Regions from separate parts of the Sus scrofa genome. Here region 2 is linked to region 1. Evidence: chromatin contacts called from public HiChIP or PLAC-seq data. All regions are on one chromosome and are shown on one strand. Each heading gives the region's core, a stretch centred on a gene start, on an enhancer-like site or on the middle of the called end of the contact. The rest is flanking DNA. Distances are from core to core; before and after follow the strand shown.

Region 1 (6,161 bases), core at 1,667-4,166:
CTGTGCTATAAAAGTAGTGATTCTCTGCACAGACTCAGGAAGATGGGCCAGTAGAACAAAGGCATCTCTTGGAAGTTGGTTGTTGGGTCTTGACCTTCCCTTCCTCTCACACTAGCAGGCCTCTTTCCCAGTGAATACACATCTTGTCTGTTTTTTGCCCCTCCCCCGCCCCCATTTACCTTTTCTTGGTCATGTATAAGCAATAAAGCTGTTTTCTGTTCCTCACCTTTCTCAACCCCATATTTTCTTCCTTTCCTTAGGCTAAGGATTTGATGGTTCTTCTAGTCCCCTTAAATATGGCTTAGGGTGGCTCTTCAAAACGTAAGCTCTCCCATTTGCACTACTGGCCTTGGAACATAGTTATTTCTAGTGTTCCTGCCAATCAGATCTATGTATTAAATCCTAAAATGAGATTAAAAAAAAAAAGTTGGAGAACTCACATTTATTGAATAACTTGTTGTGATACAAGGTGGAATTTCTGAATTCCAAATAAATAAATCTCACTTTTTGAACATTCGATCTGTTACTTTTTAGCACCAACAGGCTTGGTAATAGCCTGAAGTTGACAAAAGGTTGACAGTCTTTCCCCACTGGTTCTTCAATCTGCTTAAAAATAAGTCCTTTGCTGCTTCTGTCATTCTCTCAGGGGATGGCCTACTGCCCTCCTTTCTGTACAATCTGGGCAAACCGACTGGTGATAGCAAGAGTGGTGTCAATGAAGCGGTCCACGCAGCTAGAGAGACAATTTTCAGTGCGAGAGTCTAGGCGATTCCCCGGCTTCTCCACACATTTATCCCAACATAGCTCCATGAAGTGATGCACCTAAGAAGAAAGAATAACAGTAACCACTGGGGTCTGCAGACAGGCCAAACTGCTAATTTTCTAATTTCATCTTCTGTCACCCGATTAAATCATTCTTTCTTTCCTCACTTCCTAATTTGTCACCAGTATGGTCCAGATCCTCATCCCTACATTGCAACAATCCTTTTACCCTCTCCTTTTCTATTTTTCTCCTCCTTGGTAATTAAAGAAGTATTTTCCATTAAGTCACTCCAGTATTGGCCAAATGCATCAATTTCTGTCAGCCACTCAGGGCATATTATTTAACCCCACTCCATACTGATGGGGGTCCACACACATACTCAACATTACTCTTCATACTGCCGGAATGCCCTCCCTAAAGATTTTTTAAATTTTCTAATTGTATCCAGTCCCCATTTGCAAAATTTCAGGCAGGATCAATATCTTTTATATATATACGTCTTTAAAATTTTAGGGTGGTCTTTTTTAGGGCTGAACCCGTGGCACATGGACGTTCCCAGGCTAGGGGTCTAATTGGAGCTGTAGCTGCCAGCCTACACCAGAGCCACAACAACATGGCATCTGAGCCATGTCTGCAACCTACATCACAGCTCATGGCCACGCCAGATCCTCAACCCACTGAGCAAGGCCAGGGATAGAACCCGCAACCTCATGGTTCCTAGTCGGATTCATTAACCACTGAGCCACTATAGGAACTCCACCTTTTATATTCTTAAACTAGCCCCAGTGAAAAATGGTGAAGTATGGAACCAATTAACTCTCCCAAACCACTGCACCTATCTCATTCCAAAACTATTTCTAGTAGTTACTATTTTTTTTTTTTTTTTTACGTGGAGGTGGGGTGGGGGCTCATGGACATATTTGAGAATCCGATAAAGGTTATGGATCTAATCTACGGAAAAATGCACAAACAGGCACAGAACATGTGTGCATGTTCACAATGTTCACGACCCAGACTTTTTTTGCCACTCCTGCGACATACGGAAGCTCTCCTGGGCCAGGAATCGAACCCGAGTCACAACCGAATCCCTAACCGCTAGGCCACCAGGGACAGCCAGGAGCCAGAGATTTCTAACGAGGGTTCTCACTACTACCGTGAACCCTCCCCTTCCCACCACCCCACTCCTCCCCAAAAAGAGGAATAACAATTTACAGAGGGCCATTTAACTATTTTGGGAGGCTGGGAACTAAACATTCAGTCAATCCCTTCTGCGGTCCTAAAAGACGACTTTCACCTCCATTTAAGAGGCGCGGTTAACTAACTGAACCAAAGCCATGCAGCCAGTAAAGGACCACGCCAGGGTCTGAAACATGCCTAAGGGGCTACAAAGCTCTGGTTCTAAATAGTCTAGAGTGACGACTTCAGAGCCCACCTTTTTCTAATAATTCTCTACTGCTTCGTTTTCAAATTCATTACGGCATATGAGCCTCACCATCAACAGTGAGGCAGCCGGCGACTGCGAAATCAAGTCCTACGGTGGATGAGTGTTTTGTCTACGGGCACGGGCCCTGTAAAGAGCAGACAGGATTATAACCCGAATCTTCCGAATGCCAGCCTAGATAGACCGCGTCCAAACTAAGCTCCCGTGTACTTGCCTCGCCGGAAATTTTCTTCCCCCCACGCTAGGTGTGCTTAGCGGGCAACTGAACACTATGGGTCACCAGTGGCAGGATTGACTCGTTACTTTGGTGAAGGAAACCCGGCGCTGCAAGGACGGAGCCTCGGGCGGCCGCTTCGCGCCGCCAGCGTTCGGAACTCCGCGGGTGCCGGGGACCTGACCTGACCCGCCTTCCTTCTCACACTGGTTCCCGTCCCCAAACCTGTGCAGTGAACTGCGCCTTCTGCTGTTCGGCCGCCACCAGGCGCTGCAACTCGGCCTCGTCCGCCTCACCCAGCTCCGCCATCTTCCGCGTCAGCCTCGCGACCTTTCGTCGGATCTGTGTGCGCCGGTGCAGCGGGCGCGTGCCGACCCCCGACTTCCGGTTCATCGGCGCTTTTCTTTTCTTTGGTCGTTTTCTTTTGTCGTCACTGGGTGGATGTTGTCGTGTGACTGCTTCCGGGTTGCGGGATGACCTTGAGCCTTCAGGAAAGACATGGCGACTCTCTGGAGGCTCAGTGTTCTTTGCGGTGCCCGAGGAGGAGGAGGTGAGGGATCTGGGCAGCCGGAGGTTCTTAGAGCAGTCTCCTGCCGGGGAAAGGATGCGGTGAGGATTCGTCTACTGGGCGATGAGATCTCTGGAGCAGGGGATCCCTTCTCCTTTGGCTGTTCTGGCTCCTGCCGAAACTACAGCAAAGACCAGCTGTGGACCCAGGTGTTCACCTGAGTGCATATCTCCCCTGCTCTGGGCTGGCGCCGTGATGGGATAATCTGAAAGAGAGTTCCTTCTGAAAGTTGAAGTCCTGCTCAGGGTATTCATAAGAGTTCTCTTTTTCTCCCGACTTACTGTCTTGAGAATGCTCCCACCCAGAATCGGAAGAGTGCCGGGATCTAAGTTCCAGTCTAAGTCTTGCCCTTTTCCCCTGGAGTTCATTTTGATAATTATTGAAGTGGGCATTTGTGTTAGACCAGGCATTGTAGTATGGTTGGCATACAAATGTGAATAACACAATTCCAGCTCTCAAAGAGTTTTCATTTTTATAGGGAAAATAACGTGTAAAAATAATTTAACATAAAGCAAAAACTATTGTGCTTTATGTAAACTGGTTGCTAGTCCAGAGGAAGAATGTATTGGCCTTGTGTTTTAGAAGAATTTTCTTGCCTCGGTTCCTGAAGGAGATGGGTTGATTTGAGTTTTGTGTGTGTGTGTGTGTGTGTGTGTGTGTGTGTGTGTTTCATTTTAGGGCCACATCAGTGGCATATGGAAGTTCCCAGGCAAGGGGTGGAATCAGAGCTGTAGTTGCTGGCCTATACCACAGCCACAGCAATGCAGGATCTGAGCCGAGCGTGCAACCTACACCACACACTGGATCCTTAACCCGCTGAGCAAAGCCAGGGATCGAACCTGCATCCCCATGGATGCTAGTCAGATTCGTTTCTGCTGAGCCACGACAGGAACTCCCTGATTTGAGTCTTGAAAGTGAGGAAAGGCACAGGAAAAAGGGCACAGGGTATTATAGTTAGAGCTACTGGGATGAGCAAAAGCAATGAGGAAGATATATATAGAAACTGCTTGTTATGAGAGAAGACAAATTGGGTATTAGAATGTGAAGCTCAGGGTGATGAATGGCATGGTTCTGGAAAGGTGAATTGAAATAAAATCACAGAAGAACTTACCTTGATAAGAAGTATGCATTTTGGGAGTTCCAATTGGGATTCAGCGGGTTACAAACCTGGCTGGTATCCATGAGGACTCGGGTTTGATCCCTGGCCTTGACGGTGGGTTAAGGATCCGGTGTTGCCATGAGCTGTGGTGTAGGTCATAGACATGGCTTGGATCTGGCGTGGCTGTGGCCAGCAGCTACAGCTCCGATTCGACCCCTAGTCTGGGAACTTACATATGCTACAAGTGTGGCCCTAAAAAAAAAAAAAAAAGTATGCATTTTACTTTGTATGAAGGGTTGCCACTGAAAGATTTGACCTATATATTTGCAGGGTTTTTTTTGGGGGAGGGGTCTTTTTAAAAGGGCCACACCTGCGGCATATGGAGGTTCCCAGTCTAGGGGTCCAATTAGAGCTGTAGCCACCAGCCTATGCCAGAGTCACAGCAACTCGGGATCCAAGCCCGTCTGTGACCTTCACCATACCTCACAGCAACACCGGATCCTTAACCCACTGAGTGAGGTCAGGGATTGAACCCTCGTCCTTGTGGATGATAGTCGGGTTCGTTAGCCACTGAGCCACAATGGGAACTCCTAGATTTGCAGTTTAGATTGACCACTTTGGTAACAATGTGGAAGATGACCGTCATGGGAGATGAGGCAGGCTTAGACATAACTCAGGGACACCAGATAAGACACTGTACAGTAGTCCAGGCAAGGATGGTGAGGTCCTGAACTTGTAAAGTAGTTCCTTTAGAGAAGACTGTCTTAAGGAATGTTAAAGAGATACATCATATGATTTGGCAGTTGACTGAGTTTTAGAGGGAAAGGCCTATATGACTTCCAAATGTCTGGGTTAGGTTAAAGAAAGGTTGGAATGTCGGGAAGTTAAGTGGGAAACATGCAAATAGGAGACAAGTTTAAATGAGACAGTGAATTGAATGGTGATTTTAGGGGTTTTTTGTTTGTTTTGGTTTTTGGTTTTTAGGGCCATACTTGTGGCATATGGACGTTCCCAGGCCAAGGGTGGAGTTGGAGCTACAGCTATCGGCCCAAACCACAGCTACAGCAATTCAGGATCTGAGCTGCGTCTGCAACCTACACCACAACTCAGAGCAGCCCCAGATCCTTCCTTAACCCATTGAACAAGGCTCAAACCAAGGATTGAACCCGCATCTTCATGGATCCTAGTCGGATTTGTTAACTGCTTAGCCACGAAGGGAACTCCTGCGATTTTAGTTTTTGCCATGGTGAGTTTGTGGACCATGTAAAGTATCTTAGGGGAGAGGCCTTGAAGGCATTAGCAATTGAGTGGACAGAATGTCTAGAGGTGGGCATAGGAAGCAAGAGAGCAGTGGGCAGTTGATAAGAGTCCTGGGCAGACATAAGAGTAGATGCAGGAGGAAACTGATACATAATGGTCACAGATCAAAGGGAGAAGTGGAAGAGAGTTCTGTCAGAGAAAGAAAGGAAGGAGAAGCCATCAATGCCCAGGTGATACAGAAAGGCCTATTAGAGGCCACAGGATCAGTGGAAGGGTTAAGTATACTACATCAGTTGCCCGAAAATGGTCAGTAGAAAGGGAGGAAAGGTTAAAGGTGTAGGAGAGAAACTACATTTTATCGAGTACTTATAACAGTCTAGGAATTACGCTGAATATGTTACATACATTATTTAATTTTTGATGGGGTATTACGAAGTAAGCACCAGTATTTTCATTTTACAAATGAGGATATTGAGTCTTGGAGGGTTTGTTTACCTTAATTGCTCATCATCTCACAGCCAGTATTGGTAGGATTGGGTAAACTTAGGTCTGCCTATTTTTTAACCAAAAGACAAGATCTGAAAGAGGACAGAAAGAAATGGGGGGTGGTATTTCTCAAAGTAGACTGAATTCCTTGTGGACAAAGATTTTGTCTTTTCCTCTCTTGCTCTAGTGCAAAGCACAGTCTTTCTTGTTAGGCCCGCAGCTGAGGTATATGGAAGTTCCCAGGCTCGGGGTGGAATTGGAGCTGCAGCTGCCAGCCTACCCACAGCCACCACAACACCAGATCTAAGCTACATCTTTGACCTGCACCGC
Region 2 (6,161 bases), core at 2,455-4,954, 130 kb after region 1:
GGCTTTAAAATTTCTATTAAAAATGGAAGGCACCAGATATTTATAGTTTTATATTTATTTTGTTAGGGATCTTCCTTGAAAGCATTAAGCAAGTGTTGATACAACTTTTTTTTTTTGGTCACTCTGCAGCCTGTGGAATTCCCAGGCCAGGGACTGAACTCCTGTGACAGCAGCGGATCCTTAACCCACTGAGCCACCAGGGAATTCCTGATACAACCTTTGGAAGAGAGTTTTAACTTTCTACTTACCAGATATACCTTCTTCCAGGTAATACGAATACATAGGAGTTCCTGTTGTGGCTCAGCTATAATGAACCTGACTAGTATCCATGAGGATGTGGGTTTGATCCCTGGCCCTGCTCAGTAGGTTATGGATCTGGCATTGCTGTGAGCTGTGGTGTAGGTCACAGATGCAGTTTGGATCTGGCATTGCTGTGGCTGTGACATAGGCTGGCAACTGCAGCTCCGATTTGACCCCTAGTTTGGGTGCAGCCCTAGAAAAAAAATAAGATACATAAAACAAAAACTAGACTTGGGTATTATCACTACTAGAGCAGTGGGTGACAGAGGTTCCCACACTTGGGAGAAGATTACAAATAACCATAACCAGTAGAATATGAATTTAGGTCTGAAAAGCCCCTTGTTTCTTCCATGACAGGCTGCCTGTTGCTACTGATCCTAAGGTACTCCCAGAGGATCTCATGCGTGGAGGCTTCTAAACTGGCTATTTCTCTGCCGTCCACAGCAGATGCCACTGCAGTTGAACTACCCACTACCAGTTTCTATCCTGCCCCCAGCTCAGCTTTGGGAAGGTGTTGTTTTGAGGGATGTTGCTAAAGTCAGGCATTTTTTCTAACCTCCAGGTGTCTAGTTCTTCAGAGACTGGTGAAAAGTTGCTAGTTCTTTATAGTTGGGCAACAGGTGGCACTAGAGACCATATAATCTCCACATTTCTAAACTCAGTGTTTACCTACAGCCCAAACCAGCCTAAACCTGTCACATAAACCACACCCCCAAATCCCACATTCTTTTTCCATTAGGTATACTCCAACCCAGGCCAGTTAAACTGTCCATGCTCCACGTGCATGTTGAATATTGCTGGACAAGCCTCTCAAACATGTGGTTTGTGGACAATGTGAACCTGTTGGATTTTCTGCATAGCCCTCCATCAGCATAGTTTCTTCTCTGTTTTCCTTGATAGTTACTATAAACATCACCAACTCTATTCTCTTTAACAAAAATGTTCCATACAAATGCTTCATGCTGGGGTGGCAATGAAGTAAAAGTTCTAAGTTTTGTGTCCAGGGTGGTGAGATACAGGACAACAGCAGTAGGTACAGAATGGTAAAAAAAAGATGCCTAAACAGAATTAATATAGCAGAGGTGGGAGCTCAGAGGCTTAGACAACCATAAAAGCATAAATCCCCTGATATTTCACAAAATCTTTGAAAGGGTATTGTACTTCCTCAAACAAGACATGGAGGTTTGATCCAGATCTTTCTTATCTGGACCCGAAGAGTGAAGGAGACTCCATCTGACTTTTGGGAGGTACACAGACCTATCTGATCTTGTCCATCTTCTGTTTTTAAAACTTTACTCCATTCTACTACATAGGCAATGAAGCCCAAACATATAAAGATCAGCAGTATAAACATAAGAATTTGACCCAGGGATGTCTGAATTCTGTCTTGGCCCTGCCATCTTTAAGGTTGTTTTGTTTGTTTGTTTGTTTGTTTGTTTTGCTTTTTAGGGCCGCACTCATGGCATATGGAAGTTCCCAGGCTAGGGGTAGAATTGGAGCTACAGCTGCCAGCCTACACCACAGCCACAGCAACGCAGGATCCAAGCCGAGTCTGCGACCTAAACCACAAGTCACGACAATGCCAGATCCTTAACCCAGTGAGCCAGGCCAGGGAATGAACCAACTAGGATCCATGAGGTGCGGATCAAACCCGAATCCTCATGGATCCTAGTCAGGTTCATTAACCACTGAGCCATGAAAGGAACTCCTATGAGGTTCTTGAAGGAGAAGACAAAAAGGGTCAATACTTTATAGTCTAGGTACAGCAGAAAGTTCTGGAAATTGAGCATATGACTGAGACATAAAGCTTAGGCAGGGCCTCTTCCTCTCCCTGAGTCCAACTTACCACTGGGCAATGTCCTGAGACTCAAGGAAAGGGAGTATACAAGTGAGGGGAAAGGGATTAGGGGGCTCCCTAGTGACCCGTCTTAACCACGTCTGCAAAGATACTATTTCCAAATAAAACCATATTCTGGGGGGGGGGTACAATTCAATCTGTAGCAGTGTGACTGAGGGTAAATTTGGTGAGTGCCTTTATATAGAATCGACTTTAATAAAATAGAGCAAAAATTCTGCAAATGCAATGATTTTTATTAAAGCAAACAGCAATTTCTCCAAAATTATACCCTTTTAAAATTTTATTTTGATTCTTTAAATCGTTTTTGAAACAAGTGAGGCATTTGTGTAATCGTTAGAGTATCTATGATGTAGTCAGTGCCTGGGGGAACACTGTTTACATTATAAGTGATCTTGGGTAAGTAATTCATTTATAGTAGGCCTGTATTTTCTTATCTGTGAGAGGACTGAGTTAGATTTTGGGTCTCTACCTCAAAAATCTCTGGTTTGGAGTTCCCATCGTGGCACAGCGGAAATGAATCTGACTAGGAACCATGAGGTTGCGGTTCGATCCCTGGCCTCCCTCAATGGGTTAAGGATCTGGCATTGCCGTGAACTGTGGTGTAGGCCATAGATATGGCTTGGATGCTGTGTTGCTGTGGCTGTGGCATAGGCCCTTGGCAACAGCTCTGATTAGACCCCTAGCCTGGGAACCTCCATGTGCCGCAGGTGCGGCCCTAAAAAAAGGACAAAAGACAAAAAACAAAACAAAACAAAACTCTGGTTTATAATTATTCAAAGTTCTTTTACAGTCCAGTGGAGGAGAGGAGAAAAAACTTGAAAATGTGTGAGGAATATTTGCTACATAACATATTAATAATAACGATAATGCAGAATGAACAACATATATAGCTGGAGACAGGAGACATTTGAGAGAAATCATTGGGGCTTATATTTCTGCCATGCCCATGATTTTATCTATTTCCAGTGCCTGGAACATGCCAGCAACATAGTACACACTCGGTAACTAATGAAAGGATGAAGGGAGGCAAGAGATGACATGGTGCATGCTGGCAACTCTAAGTAGTTTGATCACTCCTTAGGAGTAGATGTGAGGAAACAAGATCCTATCACTCCGAGGTGTCTGCGGTGAACAGAAAATTGCTAATGTGTGTATGTTCATGGGTGCATGTGCTTACACTGTGGCAACCAAGTGATAAATGGGTCCATGCAGGAATGTGGACGATAAGGACAGCTTGAGAACTCCCCTTTGTTCCAAACAGTCCAAAGGTAATATCGGTTCTGAAGACCACGTGGTCCTACACGTGCCCTCAAATTTCTCCGCCTTTTAAGCTATAAGTAGACTGGTCCTGGGACTCATCTCATCCTGCCACTGGAGGTTTACACCGTAACCCTGGGCTTTCCAGAAGCGAGTGGGAAGGGCGGCTCAATGAAGTCCCTCCCTGATTCAAAGTAGGCCCACGCGCACCCTAACTGCACGACGTGGCCTCAGGTTTAGCGGACAGAAAAATGAAGGCCACCAGACCCCATCTACTCTAAGGCACGCCCAGCTCTGTGAGCTCTTGCTCTCCCGAGATAACGGAAAGCCCGGTGCGGCCTCCAAGCCGGCAGAGGGAGCTCAGCCGCAGGGCGCTTCCGGGGCGCCTGCCGCACTGCGCAGCCGCGGAGGGAGGCCCCGCCCATTCCCCCAGGCAGGCGGCGGCCCCGGGGCAGGAGGCTCGGCCTTGCCTCGCGGGCGGAATGAGGAGCGACGCTGACTCAGGCCCCCACCGGCGGGCGCGAGTGTCCCGCCTCGCGTCCTTCAGCGCGTCCCATCGGCTCCACAGGTGGGTGTGCCCACGGTGAGAGTAGCGAGGGCGGGGCCTTCGAGGCCTGGGCCTAGGAGGGCCTGGCGCCCGGACGTCGGGGGTCGGCCGGGGTACCCTACGTTGAATAGGCGGGGCGCGCGGCGGGGCGGGGGCGCGCGGCGGCGGGGCGGGGGGGCGCGCGGCGGGGGCGGGGGCGCGCGGCGGGGCGGGGGCGCGCGGCGGGGCGGGGGCGCGCGGCGGGGCGGGGGCGCTGGGTGCCTTCTTAGGGCCGCCGGGCCTCGTCGACCACCTAAGAGCCGTGATAGCGAGTTGACCAGGCTCCAGAGGGGCTGTGCAGTGACTGCGGAGGGCGACGGCCCAGGGTACGCAGCCCGGAGGGTCCTCTCGCTGGCTCTGCGACCTGAACGTACTTCTTGGTCCCTCGGATTGCTCTAATTTAGCTTAGAGGGTCGCTGTGACCTTCAAAGGAGTTGAGCTCGCCCACGTTACGCGGTACCCGGCACATCGTAAACACTCAGTTCATGTTAGCTGCTGTTATGTCAGGAGCATTGGCAAGCAGCACAGTTGGGATTGAACCCAGAGTACTCAGACTGCTGGGTCGAATTGAAGAGTTGATTTTGAGGGGATATTTGCCACTTAGTAGAAGGCTCCACTCTCTGAGCATCTGTTTCCTCCTCTGTGAAACCAGGATAATAATTTCTACCTAAGAGGATTGATGCATTCATTCACAGGACAGGTATTTTTTGTCAGGTCTTGGGCTAGGTAACAGGCATGCAGCAGTGATCAAGACCTGTCTTAGCCTTACTTCTGGAATGTACAAACTGGCCAATTTTTTGGAGGGTAGAGTGAGGTAATTTTGTGCAGAAGCTTTGTGAATTGTGGCACGTGGAATGTAAGAAGTGGGTGAGCAGGAGAGAATGAGGAAAGTAATAGTGTCTCACAGAGAAAGGGGTTATTTAATAGGAAGCTCAAACATGTGAGGGTTGTAGAGCCTCCTTGCAGATGCACTGTTGATTGGACAGGTATAAATATAAAAATCCGTTGAGAAAATTGTTCTCTGTTTAGAACATACGCTGAGTATCGTAATTTTATTTTATTTTTATTATTATTATTTTTGTCTTTAGGGCCACACCTGTGGCATTTGGAGGTTCCCAGGCCTAGGGGTCAAATCAGAGCCGTAGCTGCTGGCCTACACCACAGCCACAGCAATGCCAGATCTGAGCCGCATCTCAACCTACAGCACAGCTCATGGCACTGCCACATCCTTAACCCACTGAGCCCTAGGCCAGGGATTGAACCTGTGTCCTCATGGATGCTAGTCAGATTCATTTCCCTGAGCCACGATGGGAACTCCTCCATGAGTATTGTAATTTTAAAGTTTCACCTAACTCGAATACTCCTCAATGTACAGGTGAAGTTATCAATATTAGGCAATAGTTGAGGGATAATAAAAACGTTTTAAAGGAAAGGTCAGAGATTGTTTTTTGGGAGGAATGAGATTTTAAGCCAGTTGAAAACAAACTTTTTTTTTTTTTTTTTAAATAATTACCATGTGCTTTTGCTTCATTCAGTCGGTGCCTAGTAATATAGTAAATGTTGAGTCGAAAAATGCAAGGGCCTTGAGCAGATTAGTTATTGAAATCTTGCTGTGGATCAAGGATGTTGAATTTATTTTTGCTAATTTGTATGGTATAGTAGTCTAATTAGGGGACATACTCTGGTTCCTGACATAAAATTAAGTAATCAAGTCAAATTGTAACTCTCCATTTGGTGAGCTAAAGAATAATAAATTGTGAAAATTTTCAAAGGCTAGAGCAGACGATAAGTGTAGAGAACAGAGAAGGTGTCTGAAATGTGTCATGTTGACTTTTTTTTTTTTTAAATTAGCAAATCTCTCAGTAATGAAGAAAACTTGAAACTCTTTGGGAAATGCAACAATCCAAATGGCCATGGGCACAATTATAAAGGTGAGAGAAAAACGGGTGAAATTTTCAACAATGATGAAAGAGTGTTTAGCAAATGTAGTCTTACTAAGAAACCTTAGAGACAAACCATGAACACTTTGAGCCTTGAATGAGTAAGGAAATGGAAGAACAAAATGAAAAGATCTGTTGCCTTGGTTAGGTATATCTTGAGTTTTACTTTGCAACTGCCTGCTGTTATAGGTAGTTCAAAACAATGAATGGTTTAAATAAT

The links. HiChIP or PLAC-seq counts read pairs in DNA pulled down with a chosen protein or histone mark.
Region 2: an H3K27ac HiChIP or PLAC-seq map of alveolar macrophages shows a contact between it and region 1. The contact joins the promoter of PTS here to the promoter of SDHD in region 1. A contact is called at or near these places in 2 of 5 promoter capture datasets (fetal liver and liver), 9 of 47 Hi-C or Micro-C datasets (blood, embryonic fibroblasts, fetal skeletal muscle and 3 more) and 1 of 2 datasets of contacts at active chromatin or transcription factors (alveolar macrophages).

The regions. Positions count from the first base shown.
Region 1 is chr9:39,787,738-39,793,898 of Sscrofa11.1, forward strand. It overlaps SDHD (succinate dehydrogenase complex subunit D), which reads left to right and starts at 2,917. Exons shown (of 6, transcript NM_001097516.1): 1 at 2,917-2,968. The coding sequence starts at 2,917. It overlaps TIMM8B (mitochondrial import inner membrane translocase subunit Tim8 B), which reads right to left and starts at 2,826. Exons shown (of 2, transcript XM_003129849.5): 1 at 2,644-2,826; 2 at 427-822. The coding sequence starts at 2,811. The coding sequence ends at 655. C9H11orf57 reads left to right here. Exons shown (of 6, transcript XM_021062781.1): 6 at 1-225.
Region 2 is chr9:39,916,453-39,922,613 of Sscrofa11.1, forward strand. PTS (6-pyruvoyl tetrahydrobiopterin synthase) reads left to right here and starts at 3,705. Exons shown (of 6, transcript XM_005667339.3): 1 at 3,705-3,983; 2 at 5,853-5,932. The coding sequence starts at 3,898. It overlaps BCO2 (beta,beta-carotene 9',10'-oxygenase), which reads left to right. Exons shown (of 12, transcript XM_013979374.2): 12 at 1-39.